Linked DNA regions of Sus scrofa: region 1 is linked to region 2. The links are chromatin contacts, called in public HiChIP or PLAC-seq maps. All regions are on one chromosome and are shown on one strand. The core of a region is the stretch at or near the end of the contact, and the rest is flanking DNA. Distances in the headings are between cores, read along the strand shown. Region 1 overlaps ATP6V0D1 (V-type proton ATPase subunit d 1). Region 2 overlaps LRRC36 (leucine-rich repeat-containing protein 36).

Region 1 (6,705 bases), core at 2,815-5,314, 82 kb before region 2:
CTGACTCTGGCCTGGCCCTGGGCCAGACCTTGTCCCCCTTGGTCACTCAGGCAGTGGTTTTCAGGCTTTGACCTTAGCTGAGGCCTTGTGTTTGGCTGATGGGTGGGGCTTTCCCCTCTGAGAAGCCGACTGTGGTATCTTCATTGCTGCAACTCGGCCTTGCCTGCCTGCTGCTGCTGCTGCGCAGCCCTGAGCCTGCCCCGCACCTGCTCTGAGTTCTGCCGAGGCTGCTCCATGGTCTACCCAAGCCTCTGGGCTCAGCCAAGGCTCCCACGTGGTCCCCAGGGGCTGAGGTTGCAGAGAGTCAGTTGAGTTCCAGGCTGAGCAGTGTTGAGAGGGTCAGAGCTGGCTAGGTCCCCAGGGGTAACCTTATCGTGCCCTCTTACTTTACGTAGGAAATTGGGTCCAGGTGAGGTCTAAGGCCTTGCGTATCGTCTCCTGACACCCACCTTGGCTTCTCTCATCAGTTACTCTACATTTTTTAATTCTTTCCTATGCCTGTTTGTACCTGGCCCCCAGCTCAGGAAGGGGTGGTCAGCTGAAGGAGCCCTGATTCTGGATCCCCTGCCATTCCCATGGCCTTACCACATGGTATCTAGCTTGGAAATTAAGGGTTGGGAGTCAAGGAATGTGGGTGAGTTGTGACCCATGATCTAGCACACAGGGCCCAAGGCTGCCAGGTCTTAGGTTGTAGCTCACTCATTTCCCCCCACCCTCAGCACTTGAATCTCCAAGCTTGATGTCATGTGGCAAGGCCTGGGAAAAATGAGGGTCCTGGAATGTTGTCCCTCAGGCCTGGCCCAGGCTCCATGCCTCCCTGTCACCCCCATTCTTCCATTGGCTTCCATCATTTGGACCTAGCATCTGCTGTGAGTCTCCCCAAGCAGGCGACTGCCTCTCTCCCAGGGGCTGGCCTGGCGCTGATCACGTTCAGTCTGGTGCATTACTGCGTCCCCTGCATGGGCCCCATCAGCTCCTTGAGCAGGTGAGGTGAAGGGGTCGAGGGTGCTTTACAAGGCCAGCTTGGATGTTACCGCTCCTGCCACTTCCTGCCTGGCCCAAGCCTCTTGGCTCTACTAGGCGTGGATATGGAATGGATTGACTCTGCTCCTGGCCCATGTTTTTTGGTCTTGTTTCAGTGAGCTGCAGAGAATGGAGCTTCACGCTGAAAATAGGATGGCTCACAGCCCCAAATGAGGCCTGATGCTGGGAGCCCATCCATAGGGCCTAGGTCGAAGCACAATGAGTATTTCCATGGCTTTCATTCTAGGTACTCTGGAGCTGGCAAGATGCTCCAGCCAGGATCCAGCCTCACCTGGCTTAATCTCACTGGGAATAGCAGCCTCTGGGGGCCCTAAAACTGCTTTCCTTCAATTGAAGTGAGCTCTAGCTTTTCTTAGTGTTCTTCCTCCAGGGGACTGTGCATGTGGAAGAGAAGCCCAGCATCAAGGGCAGAGAGGATTGCTCAGATGGTGTGGGCCAGTGGCCCCGGGAGCCAGACATGGGCATCAGCCAGCTTTTGAGAAGCTGCCTGCCACAGCTGGCCTTTCCTGGGCTGCCTGGCACCTGGCCACATCATACCTCTTCTCATTCAATACCCAGGCAGACTTAGATCTTTAGCAAAATGAAAAGAAGCTCTTCCTTCCCAACTCCAGATCCACTCCAGCATGTAGGCTCTATAAGTGGGGGTGGCAAGCCTAGAAAAGAAAATTTGCTCAGGGTCAAAGTACAGGGTAGCAGCGGGGGTGTGGCCCCTGCCTCTCAGGGTGAGGCTGGCTTGCTCGATTCTCAGCCTGGGCTGTGGAGGGGGAGCAGGGGAAGCTGCCCTCCAAGCCCTGTGTGTCTCCTGGGACATGCCAATACCTTTGGGCCCTGGGTGGGGATGTCCTGGTGAGGGGCTCTCCAAGCAGATCTCCACTTGGTCAGAGGAGAACTTCTTGGAACTTGCCCTGGGTGCAGCAGTAACCAGTTCTGCCCCTCCCTTGGCATATGGGACTGTCTACCTGCCTGGCACCCCTCTGACTGTCGGATGGATTGACTTCCTCATGGGCTGTGAGTGATGCTTTCATTCTCCGAGCTACAGGGACGAGGTGTTCCTGAGAGCATGAGGGTAATTAAATGTGCTTCTGCCACCACCTGCCACCTGTCTCGGAGCACAGAGAGGGGTGGTGAACCTGAGTCAGACATCCTGCTGCCTCCTAGACAAGGGGAGTGACACTCCTGCTTATCAGATCCTGTATCTGATATGCTGGTGGGTGGTGTCCCCTATCCCAATATCAGCTGGGCCACCTCTGTGGATCAGTCCCATCCCCCTGCTGTGAATGCCACACCTCACTGAAAGACCTCCAGGATGAAACAAGATGCTGGTCTAGGGACCGAGGAGAACTTGCTGTCCTTTCCCTGCAGGCTCTCTACCTCACGCCAACTGAAACCCAGTAACTTGCATGTGGCTGTGCCAGCAGTAGACTCCAGGTTCTTCCCAAGACCGCTGGCCCGCCAGCCCCGGGGCTTCCCATGGAGCAAGAGCTGCCCTTGGCCGCACCAGCTCCTGCCTGTTCCCGAGGGCCCCAGGGCAGTAGCTCACCGTGTGGCAGATGGTGCAGAGTTGGGTCTTAGCCTCTGTCCCGGTCCCTGGGGTCATTCTGGGCCAAAGCTCTATATGATCCTGCTGGTAGGTGAGGTAAGACATGGGCTTAAGGACAGGAGTCCCAGATTTTGAGCCCACTCTACTTGTCCTTCTGCAACAGACAGCAGTGTGGAGAGCCATGTGTGTGCATGCACGTGCTGCACTAGGGCCCCCACAGCCTCTGTGACCAGGAGAGGACATACCAGAGCCCTGGGGAAGCGTCGGGGCCATGGCAGGAAGCACAGGGGTACCCTGTGGAGAGCTGGGGCTGGGGGGAATGCCTAAACAGAAGCCTGGAGAAGAACACAGACCACCCCACTGGGGCTGAGCTTGTCAGTTGGGGAGCTCCAGGTGGGCTCCCCTTCGCCAGGAGAGAGACCGGTGTGCTGTGCTTAGTTTCCTCTGTGTAACACTTCCTCTGTTCAGTATCTGGGGTGGCTGCCCTGGGAGGCTGGCACTGCAGGGCCTTTTACCAGGCAACCAGCCAAGAGCCTGGGTCCAGAGAGATTCTACCAGCTGGTCAGGGCCAAGCTGTGGGACGGGATTTGAACTCAGATGACTGTGGCCCCAAAGCCCAGAGTCTCTCTCCCCTGCTCCACTCAGCCCCCTTAAGGGGCTGAAACCAGTGATCTGGCAAAATGAGGCTGCACAAGGGGGCTGTGGCTGTGCATGAATCTGTACTGAGACCATGGACATCTCAGTTTGGGGCAAGGGCAGTGCCAAGGCTCTGGATGGGAAATGCTGGGTGGTACCTGAGGGAGGGGAGGATGAGCTTGCGTTTGATAGGAAGAGTTGGAACCTAGGGTTACTCAGGTGAAGTTTGCAGGGAGCCTGTGATAGGCCCTGGAGGCGAGGAGGATGCTTAATTTGTGCTGCAGTTCCCAGGTAAACCCAGGGTTAATGGTTTCCATGCTGTGGCTCCCAAACTGGGAGTTCCAGATGTGGCGTTTGACCCTGCAGAGCCAGCCAGCCAGTGCATATATCTGCTCTGGAGCTGATATGAAGAAAAGAGGTCTCCTCCACCCCCAGAGTCTGAGGAGGAAACAGACATAGTACGCTGGCAGGGGGAGGAGGGGCAGTGGCTCCACTGGGCTGCCAGCCTGCACATCTGTCCACATCTGTCCGTCTGTCTGAATTTCCCTACTTTGAGTCTCTGGAAGTTGCAGCATTAAAGAGGCTCTAGGGTAGAATGAGCACTGGAAGAAGAGTCCCTTCAAAGCAGCCTCCTCAGATGGGCCCAGGGAAGTGGCAGAACAGATCCAGGGTGCTGCTGCCATGGCAGGGAGTGGCAGGATGGGCACGCTAGGCTCTAGGGAGCGTATTTGCACATCTGGTTTCACTCAGCAGGCCTCAATTCCTAAAAACCCCTCAGCTCCCCAGGAGAGCATCGTTGAGTGACCTCTGGAAAAGCAGAAGTGAAGTCTGGGAACACACTGTCCTCTCACACTCTGCCGTGGCCAGCTGGCCAGCAGGGCCCCTCCATGGGCCATGAGGCCACGGGTGCGTCTAGAGCAGGGGGCCGTCCCACCTAGTGTGCTGTGCCAGGAGCTGCCTCCATGCCTGCTGGGCCCCTGGGGCAGCGTGGCATCAACCCCTGGCATGGGCCAAGACCCTCCCTTCCTGCTGTCCTGGGGCCTTTGGGGAGAGGCTGCAGAAGCCTGGGGACTGGAGAGGCCGTGTGCTGCCTGCTTCTGGAAGCCCTGATGGGGCTTAAAAATCACTTTTAGGGCTGGCAGGATCCAGGAATGGCTTCAGGAAGTGGATGGGAGGCAGGCTTGTCCAGCTGTCACCTGTCACAGCCTGGCTGGAGCTGGTTGCCAAGCCCATACTTTGTTCCTCAGAGAACAAAGAGCATTGGACAGGCTAGGGGTCCCCATGCCCTCCTGCTAACCTGGGGCAAGGGTGGTAATAAGAAGGGCTAGCTGGGGCCAAGGTTCTGCTGCTGAGAGGTCCTGGCCCAGAAGACTTGGGTTGGGGGTAGGCAGGCATTGGAAGGACAGGTGCAGCTATGGGGCCAGCTTGAGTCTGGTGTGGCCCTGTGAGCCCTGGCAGGAACAGCCATGCCAGGCGGGTGTGCTGGGCTGCACCCTGCCCAGGCGCCTTCAGAGAGCTCAGCTAGGTCCTGCTGGGGCTGGGGCAGTGGTCTTTGAAAGAGACCACCTCAGGGTGGACAGGGGTGCCCTGTGGTAGACGGAAGGCAGGGTGCTCACTTTCCTGGCTGGGGGTGTGCCCTCCCAACCCAGCCTCTCTGGCCGGGGCAGGGGAAGCAGCCCTGTTTCATGGACTTCAAGGGTTTCTCTCTAGGGCACGCCATGGCCTTGCCTGGGTCCCTTGCAGGGGTCACAGACAGGTCACCCTAGGCAGAGAATGGCACTGGTAGGGCAGAGTCAAAGGCTAAGGCTGAGGCAGTGCTAGGGCTGAGGGTATGGAGCCTCACAGGCTGTGAGTAGGAGGCCAGGCTCCAGCCCTGGGGCTGCAGGGGCTGCTGGGTAAAGGGGACAGAGACACCTTGGAGTTGGAGGACTTCACTCTGGTGACAGTGTGGAGAGTGGACTTGGGAGCAGGGAGCCAAGATGTGGGACAGGAGGCCAGCAAAAGAGCACAGTGGGGGTGAGGAGGCTGGGCGGCCCCGGGAGGTGGAGTTGGGGGCATAGTCACCAGAAACCTTGAGACAGGCAACACTGGGAAGAAGCAGGGGTCTGGGAAGGTCCTGGGTGGGGTTGAGGGGTCCTGAGGAGCAGGCCCAAGGCCCTCAGGGGAGGCTGGAGGCACTGGGAAACTGAGTCGCTGAGTTTCCTCTGAGGAAGGGTTTAGGTCAGACTGCAGAGACAACTTACAGGAGCAGCATCTTCTTGGATGTGAGAAATCAGCCTCTGAGAAGTCTTTTGCTGTGAGAGATCCCAAGCTGGCTAGACATTCCTGGTGCTGGGCCACGGATGGGGGGATTTAGGGTAGACAGCTGGGCTTGTGGGTAGACCAGCACAGTCCCCCGAGTCTGTGCTAACCAGATCACTGCTCAGGCCTCCGCCCAGGCACGTCTGGGGCTCTCAGGGGCTGTCACCGAAGCTTTCAGGCTGCTGAGCTCAGGGAGCAGAGCAGAATTAGCCCCTGCCTTCCCAGAGCCCCTGGCGTCCTTGGCTGCCCTCAGGGGCTGGGCCAGGGCTGGGTGGCCGAGTCTCCCACAAAGCTCTCAACAAGTTCCAGGCCTCCGGTCCTGTGCTCTGATCCCACCCCCAGTCACACCTCCTCCACATCCCTCAGAGAGAATAGGAAGCTGGAGGGGAGGGAGGTGGCTTCTCATGGGCCTGCCCCAGCCCTGAGGACTGTGTAAAGGGCTTGGGGGCTGCCAGCCACTGGGACTGGGCGCCAGGTTTCTCAAACAGGGTCAGAGCTGGTTCAGAAGCCCTGTGTGGTCAGAGCTGAGGGATCGGCTAGCTTGCCTGCCTCCAAGTCGCCTACTTGGCTGGTGGGCTGTCCCCTCTCCCTGGGTCACAGGGAGAAGTAAGGCTTGGCCAGGGAAAGTGGTCTGGAATGGCCCTTTGAAGTTGTCACTGGGGGCAGTTAAAAATGAGTTTCCCGGTAAGGAAGACTCCTTAGGCCTTGGGCAGGATTCTCAGTAGAGTCTCCCGGGTTTGCTCTGATCCGACAAACGCCAGCAGAAACCACCCAGCCGTCTGTGTTCCGGCAGCCAAGTCCCCAGATGCAGTGTCAGCAGAAAGCAGCAGCCAAGGCGCAGGGATGTTTGCTTTAAGGCCCACGCTAGGTCCCAGGGGCGTGGGCGTGCAAAGGGGAGCCCATTCGTCAGCTTTGCCCCTCTCATTCACACGCACTAGCTTCTCTAGGAATGCCTGGCACTGTAAGTGATGCCACAGGGGTTGTCTATGAGTCATGACAAGTCTAGGACCTCTGTCAGGAGGGCAGTGAGTGTCCAGGTTGCCTCTGAAGTTGTGGAGGGGGCCTGCCCTGGCCCCTCTCACCTCTCTGCCACCTGCCAACTCTTCTGGGGCTAAAGTCTGCCTGGGCAGTTGGGTCCATGTTTGAGAGCCCCATCCTGGCCAAGGGCCATGGGAAAATGGTCA
Region 2 (6,682 bases), core at 2,724-5,223:
ATGCTTTACACTGATGAAAGAGTAAACTCTTTTGCTCTGGTAACTCAAGCTACCTGCATTACTACTCTGTGAGGTAAGATGGTTTCCATTTCAGAAGCCATGAGAACTCTGGATGACGAAGCTTATTAAATGGGTGATCTATAAACAAAAGGTTGTCTTGGGACACACCACACACGTTTTCCTGAACTTACCATAACTGTGGGACTGGTGCCCACTCACAACTGAGGTGGCAGTACCTTCCTCTAAGTGCTGGATTTTTTCTGACAAAATGAGGTTTTCCTCCAACACTCTGACCAGTTTCTGCTTCAAACTTTCCTTTATATTAGAAAACAAAACACAAACACACTAAAAATGAAAAATTCTGAATGGAGGTCAGCATCTCTCTCACTAGAATTTTTGTCTTTTTTTTTAGGGCCCCACCCATGGCATATGGAAGTTCCCAGGCCAGGGGTCAAATTAGAGCTACAGCTGCCAGCCTATGCCACAGCCACAACAACCCCAGATCCAAGCCACTTTTGCGACCTACACTACAGCTCATAGCAACACCGGATCCTTAACACACTGAGTGAGGCCAGGGATTAAACCCGAGTCCTCATGGATATTAGTCGGGTTTGTTACTAATGACCCAATAGGAACTCCTCTCACTAGAATTTTAATTCATTGGTGAATTTAGCTCAAGTGTAGCAAACAAATTTATCACATGTAATTGTAATCTTTCCTGTGAGTTATCCACTGCTCTTACAGAACAACTGGTCATTTTGACAAGTGGCCAGCTTGTCTGAATCACCTATCTAAAGTTTCTAGAAACTGAACTTGATGTCTGAAAATCCTCTAATGTTAAGAAAGGAGGGTAGGAGTTCCTGTTATGGCTCAGCGGTGACGAACAAGACTAGTATCCATGAGGACTCGGGTTTGATCCCTGGCCTTGCTCAGTGGGTTGAGGATCCAGAGTTGCTGCAAGCTGTGGTGTAGGTCACAGAATCAGCATGGATCCCACATTGCTGTGGCTGTCATGTAGGCCAGGGGCTACAGCTCTGATTTGACCCCTAGTCTGGGAACTTCCATGCGAGTGTGGCCCTAAAAAGGGGGAAAAAAAAAAAAAAAAAGAAAGAAAGAAAAGAAGTGTAAAAAGCCTAAGGATATGAGTCCCTTCTTTCCCTCCCAAAGCCAGCAGCCTGATGCTCTAGGAATGGCCCGTGGTTTAAGGCTCTCTGCTCCATCGGAAGGGAGGAAAGACAATCTCAGAGACATCTAACTTCCCTCATCAGAATCAAACCATAACCTTTAAGAATATGGTCCTGGAGTTCCCGTCGTGGCACAGTGGTTAACAAACCCGACTAGGAACCATGAGGTTTCGGGTTCGGTCCCTGCCCTTGCTTAGTGGGTTAAGGATCTGGCGTTGCCATGAGCTATTGTGTAGGTTGCAGACACGGCTCGGATCCCGAGTTGCTGTGGCTCTGGCGTAGGCCGGCAGCTACAGCTCTGATTCTACCCCTAGCCTGGGAACTTCCATATGCCGTGGGAGCGGCCCAAGAAATGGCAAAAAGACAAAAAAAAAAAAAAAAAAAAAAAAAGAATATGGTCCTAAATATTTTCACTCTAGAGTCTTTTAAAAAATTCTTCCATTATGGAGTTCCTGTTGTGGCTCAGCAGAAACAAATGTGACTAGTATCCATGAAGACACAGGTTTGATCCCTGGCTTCACTCAGTGGGTTAAGGATCTGGTGTTGCTGTGAGCTGTGGTGTAGGCTGCAGACTGGCTTGATCTGGTGTAGCTGTGGTGTAGGCAAGCGGCTACAGCTCTGATTTGACCTCTGGCCTGGGAACCTCCATATGCTGTGGGTGCAGCCCTGAAAAAAAAAAAAAAAAGACAAAACAGCAACAACAAAAGACCAAAAACAAACAAACAAAAATTTTCCATTATAAGCCTTTCCTTAGAATTTTTGGATTAGGGAGTCATCCCTGCAGAACCTCCAAAGTGTCCCCACAAATTTTGTGTTCCTGATTTGCACAGACTGACTTTTCTGCATTTTGGTTCATAAACATTTTGGTGTTCATGGTGATGATGATCTTTATGCCACATGGCACATAGCTGTTCAAGTCTTGCTACCCTGTCCTTTTCTAATAAAGGAAGAGTCGGAAAAGAAGATGAAGACAGCATACCATGTCATTAGGGATGAGCTGCCCAGCCTCCTTCAGTTCCATCTCCTTCCTGCGGAAGGCTTTTGATGTGTCTTCAGGATGTGAGCGACACCACTGCTGAGAAGGAGCAGGGACTACCAAAGTCAGAAGCAGATCTCGGGCAGGACCTGCCAAAAATTGAGGTTGAGCACACAGGCCAATCTTAAAAGCTAAAGCACAGAGTTCCTAGCCAATAACTACCAGTTCTGTAGGACAAATAGGGTAACCTAATATCTCCTTTTTACAAGAATTTAGTAAGTGGCTCTAAGAGATGTTTCATGATGGAGGTAAAAAAAATTATATCCCACATCTATGGAGAAACAACAGCAGACCCTCATGAGTACACATACTGTGCTACTCTCTAATCACTGTTGAGTAACTCCTGGGGATAATTTCCTACAAAACAAGAGCAAAAGATCAATGTGGGAAGGAAAGTAGCTGGGCTAAACTTCTCCTGAATGTCCTTTAGAAATTAAAAAAAAAAAAAAAAATCTGGAGTTCCCGTAGTGGCACAGTGGTTAACGAATCTGACTAGGAACCATGAGGTTGCGGGTTAGATCCCTGGCCTTGCTCAGTGGGTTAATGATCCGGCGTTGCGTGAGCTGTGGTGTAGGTCGCAGACGCGGCTCAGATCCTGCGTTGCTGTGGCTCTGGTGTAGGCTGGCAGCTACAGCTCCGATTCTACCCCTAGCCTGGGAACCTCCATATGCCGCGGGAGCGGCCCAAGAAATGGCAAAAAGACAAAACAAACAAACAAAAAAAAAAACTAAGCCTAAACCACTTTAAAGTTTCTAGTTTTTACTCAGATTTTTACCACTACCAAAGCTCCTTGAATTCTTTTTCTATTAAACAATAAGCACATGGAGACAATATTGCAAAACCATTTACCCCCAAGTTCCTATAAAAGAAGCCCTAAAAAAAGAGTCTAGATAATTCAGTCATTCAAGTTTTTCAAATCAAAACATTTCAATAGGCATCTCAGAACTCCAATAATCAAACCCAATTTCTGTTGTATTTTTATTGGTACTTTCCCAAGGATTATAAAATCGTTCTGTAATTATTAACATGACCATGCTCCATTTTACATCTCATCACTCTTTATATTACTCAAAGATAACCAAAAAAAGCCACAGGAGAAATAAGACAATTGGTGCATGAGGGAAAAGTGCTGATAAAAACAAACCAGGAAAGGAGTTCCCGTCGTGGCGCAGCAAAAACAAATCCGACTAGGAACCATGAGGTTGCGGGTTCGATCCCTGGCCTCGCTCAGTGGGTTAAGGATCTGGCGTTGCCATGAGCTATTGTGTAGGTTGCAGATGCGGCTTGGATCCCACATAGCTGTGGCTGTGGCATGGGCTGGCAGCTATAGCTCTGATTAGACCTCTACCCTGGGAACCTCCATATACCATGGGTGCAGTCCTAGAAAAGACAGAAAAAAAAAAAAACTAGGGAGAAGATTATTAGAGAAATGCAGGTTTGTCAATTACTGTGTTGCTGAGAAATTTTGGTAAGTGATCATGAGAACAATTTTCCCTGCAAGTTAAGGGGGCTGAGTGGCCATTATTGGAACACAGAGCAGAGCAAGGTCTGAGCCCTTCTCCAGGAAGAATGTATTCACTTACCGAGAAACTTCTTGTTGAGGAGAAGGGAGCCAGAGCCATTCCAGTGCTTATCCACAAGCTCCAGGAGCTGTCTGAGAACGGTGGCCACGTGAGAGGTTCTGGTAGAGATCGGGGGACTGTGGTTTCCTGGCAAACCATATAAACTGCCCAGGTCACTAGAGAGAGGCTCAAGGAAAAAAAAAAAGGAACAATTATCATTTGTCATTCTTACACAATAAGGGAAGTAAGAATCCAGACGTTTAAAGTATTGACATTACAAAAAAAATTGGCTTCATCTTTTAGTTTGGATTTGATAGAATATTACTTATGTTTAAGGGAAATACAATAATATACAAAGGATAATTTCAAAGGTAACAGTATCTTCTATCAATTTTTATAGATATTTTCAGAAGAAACAAAAAATGTTTTGACACCTAAGTCTATGGCTCAATGTATTATGTTATATAATATGGGACGATTAAAGTGTAGAACATTTTTTAAGGTGTTATATATAATAAAATAAAATGGAGAGAGTTCCCTGGTGGTCTAGTGGTTAGGATTCAGTGCTGTCACTGCTGCAGCACCAAGATCCCCACATCAAGCTGCTGAACAGCATGGCCAAAAAAAGGGGGGGGTAATTTAATAAAAGTTATAATTCATAAGCTTATATTTAGTATATCAATATATAATGAACATAAATGCCCTATAACATTTAAAATGTTAGATAAATGTTATTGTTGGCACAGTAGTAAAGACTTTTTATTCAGTAAGAATCACACCAATCATGTTCATTAAGAGGGCTATATAAGGATTGTGAACATATGAAAAAGTAAAAGGTCCTTTAAGAAGTTAACCTGATTAGGAAGAAAAGCCATAGAAAGTCTTGTTACACCACAAGCCCACTTTAGAGGATCTTGTAAGAAATGAATATTTACTGTCATTGGTTTTTCATGTATTGGTAACTGTGTGTATATATCATGGAGCAGCTTAGAAACATATATGCCTTTACATATTTTCTTTTATTTATCACAATTTAGTGAGAGTGGGGGATAATTTTTTAATGAACTTTGGGATAATTTTGTTACTTTTTATGAGTTTTAATTTTCAGCAGGCTTTTAAAAATCCTCATGGATTTTTAAAAAGTTAATTTTTATAACTTGTCTATAGTTCCAAAGTCAGATGGTCAAAAATTAATTTTCTAATCATAAATTAATGTTTGGTTTAATTTTCTGTCATGGGTTTTTTTTTGGTTTTTTTTTTTTTGGTCTTTTTGCCTTTTCTAGGGCCGCTCTGTCGGCATATGGAAGTTCCCAGGCTAGGGGTCTAGTCGGAGCTGTAGCTGCCAGCCTATGCCAGAGCCACAGCAACGGCAGATCCCAGCCATGTCTGCGACATACATCACAGCTCACGGCAACGCTGGATCCTTAACCCACTGAGAAAGGCCAGGGATTGAACCCTAGCCTAGTCGGTTCCTAGTCAGATCCGTCAACCACTGAGCCATGACGGGAACTCCATGGGATTATTTTTTTATGATTTTTTTATGACTTTTCTTTTGGCCCACCTGCAGCATGTGGAGGTTCCCTGGCCAGGACTGAATCTGTGCCACAGCAGTGACCCAAGCCACTGCAGTGACACTAAGATCTTTAACCCACTGCATCACAAGAGAACTTTCTTTTTTTTCTTTTTTGTCTGCCCCACTGCATATGGAGTTACCGGGCCAGGGATCAGGTCTGACACAAAGCTGGATCCTTAACCCGCTGTGCCAGGCCAGGGATCAAGCCTGTGTTCCAGGGTGCAGAGGGCCACCAATCCCATTGTGCTACAGCAGGAACTTCGAGAACTCCGAATTTTTCATATTTTTTTTTTTTGTCTTTTGTCTTTTGTCTTTTTGGGGCTGCCACCTGCGGCATATGGAGGTTCCCAGCCTAGGGGTTGAATCGGAGCTGTAGCTGCCTGCCTACACCACAGCTCACAGCAATGCCAGATCCTTAACCCACTGAGTAAGGCCAGGATCAAACTCGCATCCTCATGGATGCTAGTTGGGTTCATTAACCACTGAGCCACAATGGGGATCTCCTATAATTTCTTTTTTTTTAATGGCTGCACCTGCAGCATAAGGAATTTCCTGGGCAGGGATTGAATCTGAGCTGCAGCTGCAACCTATGTGGCAGCTGCAGCAACACTGCTGGATCCTTTAACCCACTGCATCAGCCAGGGACCTAACCCGAGCCTCTGCAGTGACCTGAGCTGCTCTAGTTGGATTCATAACCTACTGTGCCACAGTCAGAACTCACATTTTTTTTTAACTTTTATTTTTTGGCTTTGTTTTTGCCATTTCTTGGGCTGCTCCCTCGGCATATGGAGGTTCCCAGGCTAGGGGTCTAATCGGAGCTGTAGCAGCCGGCCTATACCTGAGCCATAGAATTGCGGGATCTGAGCCATGTCTGCAACGTACACCACAGCTCATGGCAACGACGGATCCTTAACCCACTGAGCAAGGCCAGGAATTGAACCCGCAACCTCATGGTTCTTAGTCGGATTCATTAACCACTGAGCCACGACGGGAACTCCCTCTTTTTAACTTTTAAAATGCTTCTCTGACTTAAACCTTCCTAGAAACTGCACAGTGTATTGCTTTTATATTTATATTCAGGCAGCTCTTTTACAAATTTTCATATAAAGAAATATAGTATCTAATAGGAGAAGAGAAATCGGAATTTTTAAGATAGTCCAGAAAAGTGCATTGAGATTTTAATTGCTATTTTAATGATAAAACATGAAATAGAGATGAAAAAATTTCCTGGAACATGTTTTATTAATATATCATCCAAATATCCTAAGTGTTGCTGTACTTTTGCCCTAAATACATTAACATCTAGTGCTCTTATCTGGAAAAATAG

Evidence for each region. HiChIP or PLAC-seq counts read pairs in DNA pulled down with a chosen protein or histone mark.
Region 1: a contact with region 2 is called in an H3K27ac HiChIP or PLAC-seq map of alveolar macrophages. The contact joins two enhancer-like sites. A contact is called at or near these places in 3 of 47 Hi-C or Micro-C datasets (embryonic fibroblasts, retroperitoneal adipose tissue and subcutaneous adipose tissue) and 1 of 2 datasets of contacts at active chromatin or transcription factors (alveolar macrophages).

Annotation. Positions count from the first base shown.
Region 1 is chr6:28,108,555-28,115,259 of Sscrofa11.1, reverse strand. The region is part of intron 1 of ATP6V0D1 (V-type proton ATPase subunit d 1); the gene reads left to right. Among named protein-coding and RNA genes, the nearest start is that of ATP6V0D1, 20 kb to the left of the region's middle. Within about 2 kb of position 4,064, at least 16 of the 83 cell types and tissues checked have an H3K27ac peak or open chromatin away from gene starts, as enhancers often do. A contact at or near this core is called in alveolar macrophages, where this site is marked.
Region 2 is chr6:28,026,697-28,033,378 of Sscrofa11.1, reverse strand. It overlaps LRRC36 (leucine-rich repeat-containing protein 36), which reads right to left. Exons shown (of 14, transcript XM_021094075.1): 9 at 3,804-3,969; 10 at 2,164-2,309; 11 at 192-315. Among named protein-coding and RNA genes, the nearest start is that of TPPP3, 21 kb to the left of the region's middle. Within about 2 kb of position 3,973, at least 1 of the 83 cell types and tissues checked has an H3K27ac peak or open chromatin away from gene starts, as enhancers often do. A contact at or near this core is called in alveolar macrophages, where this site is marked.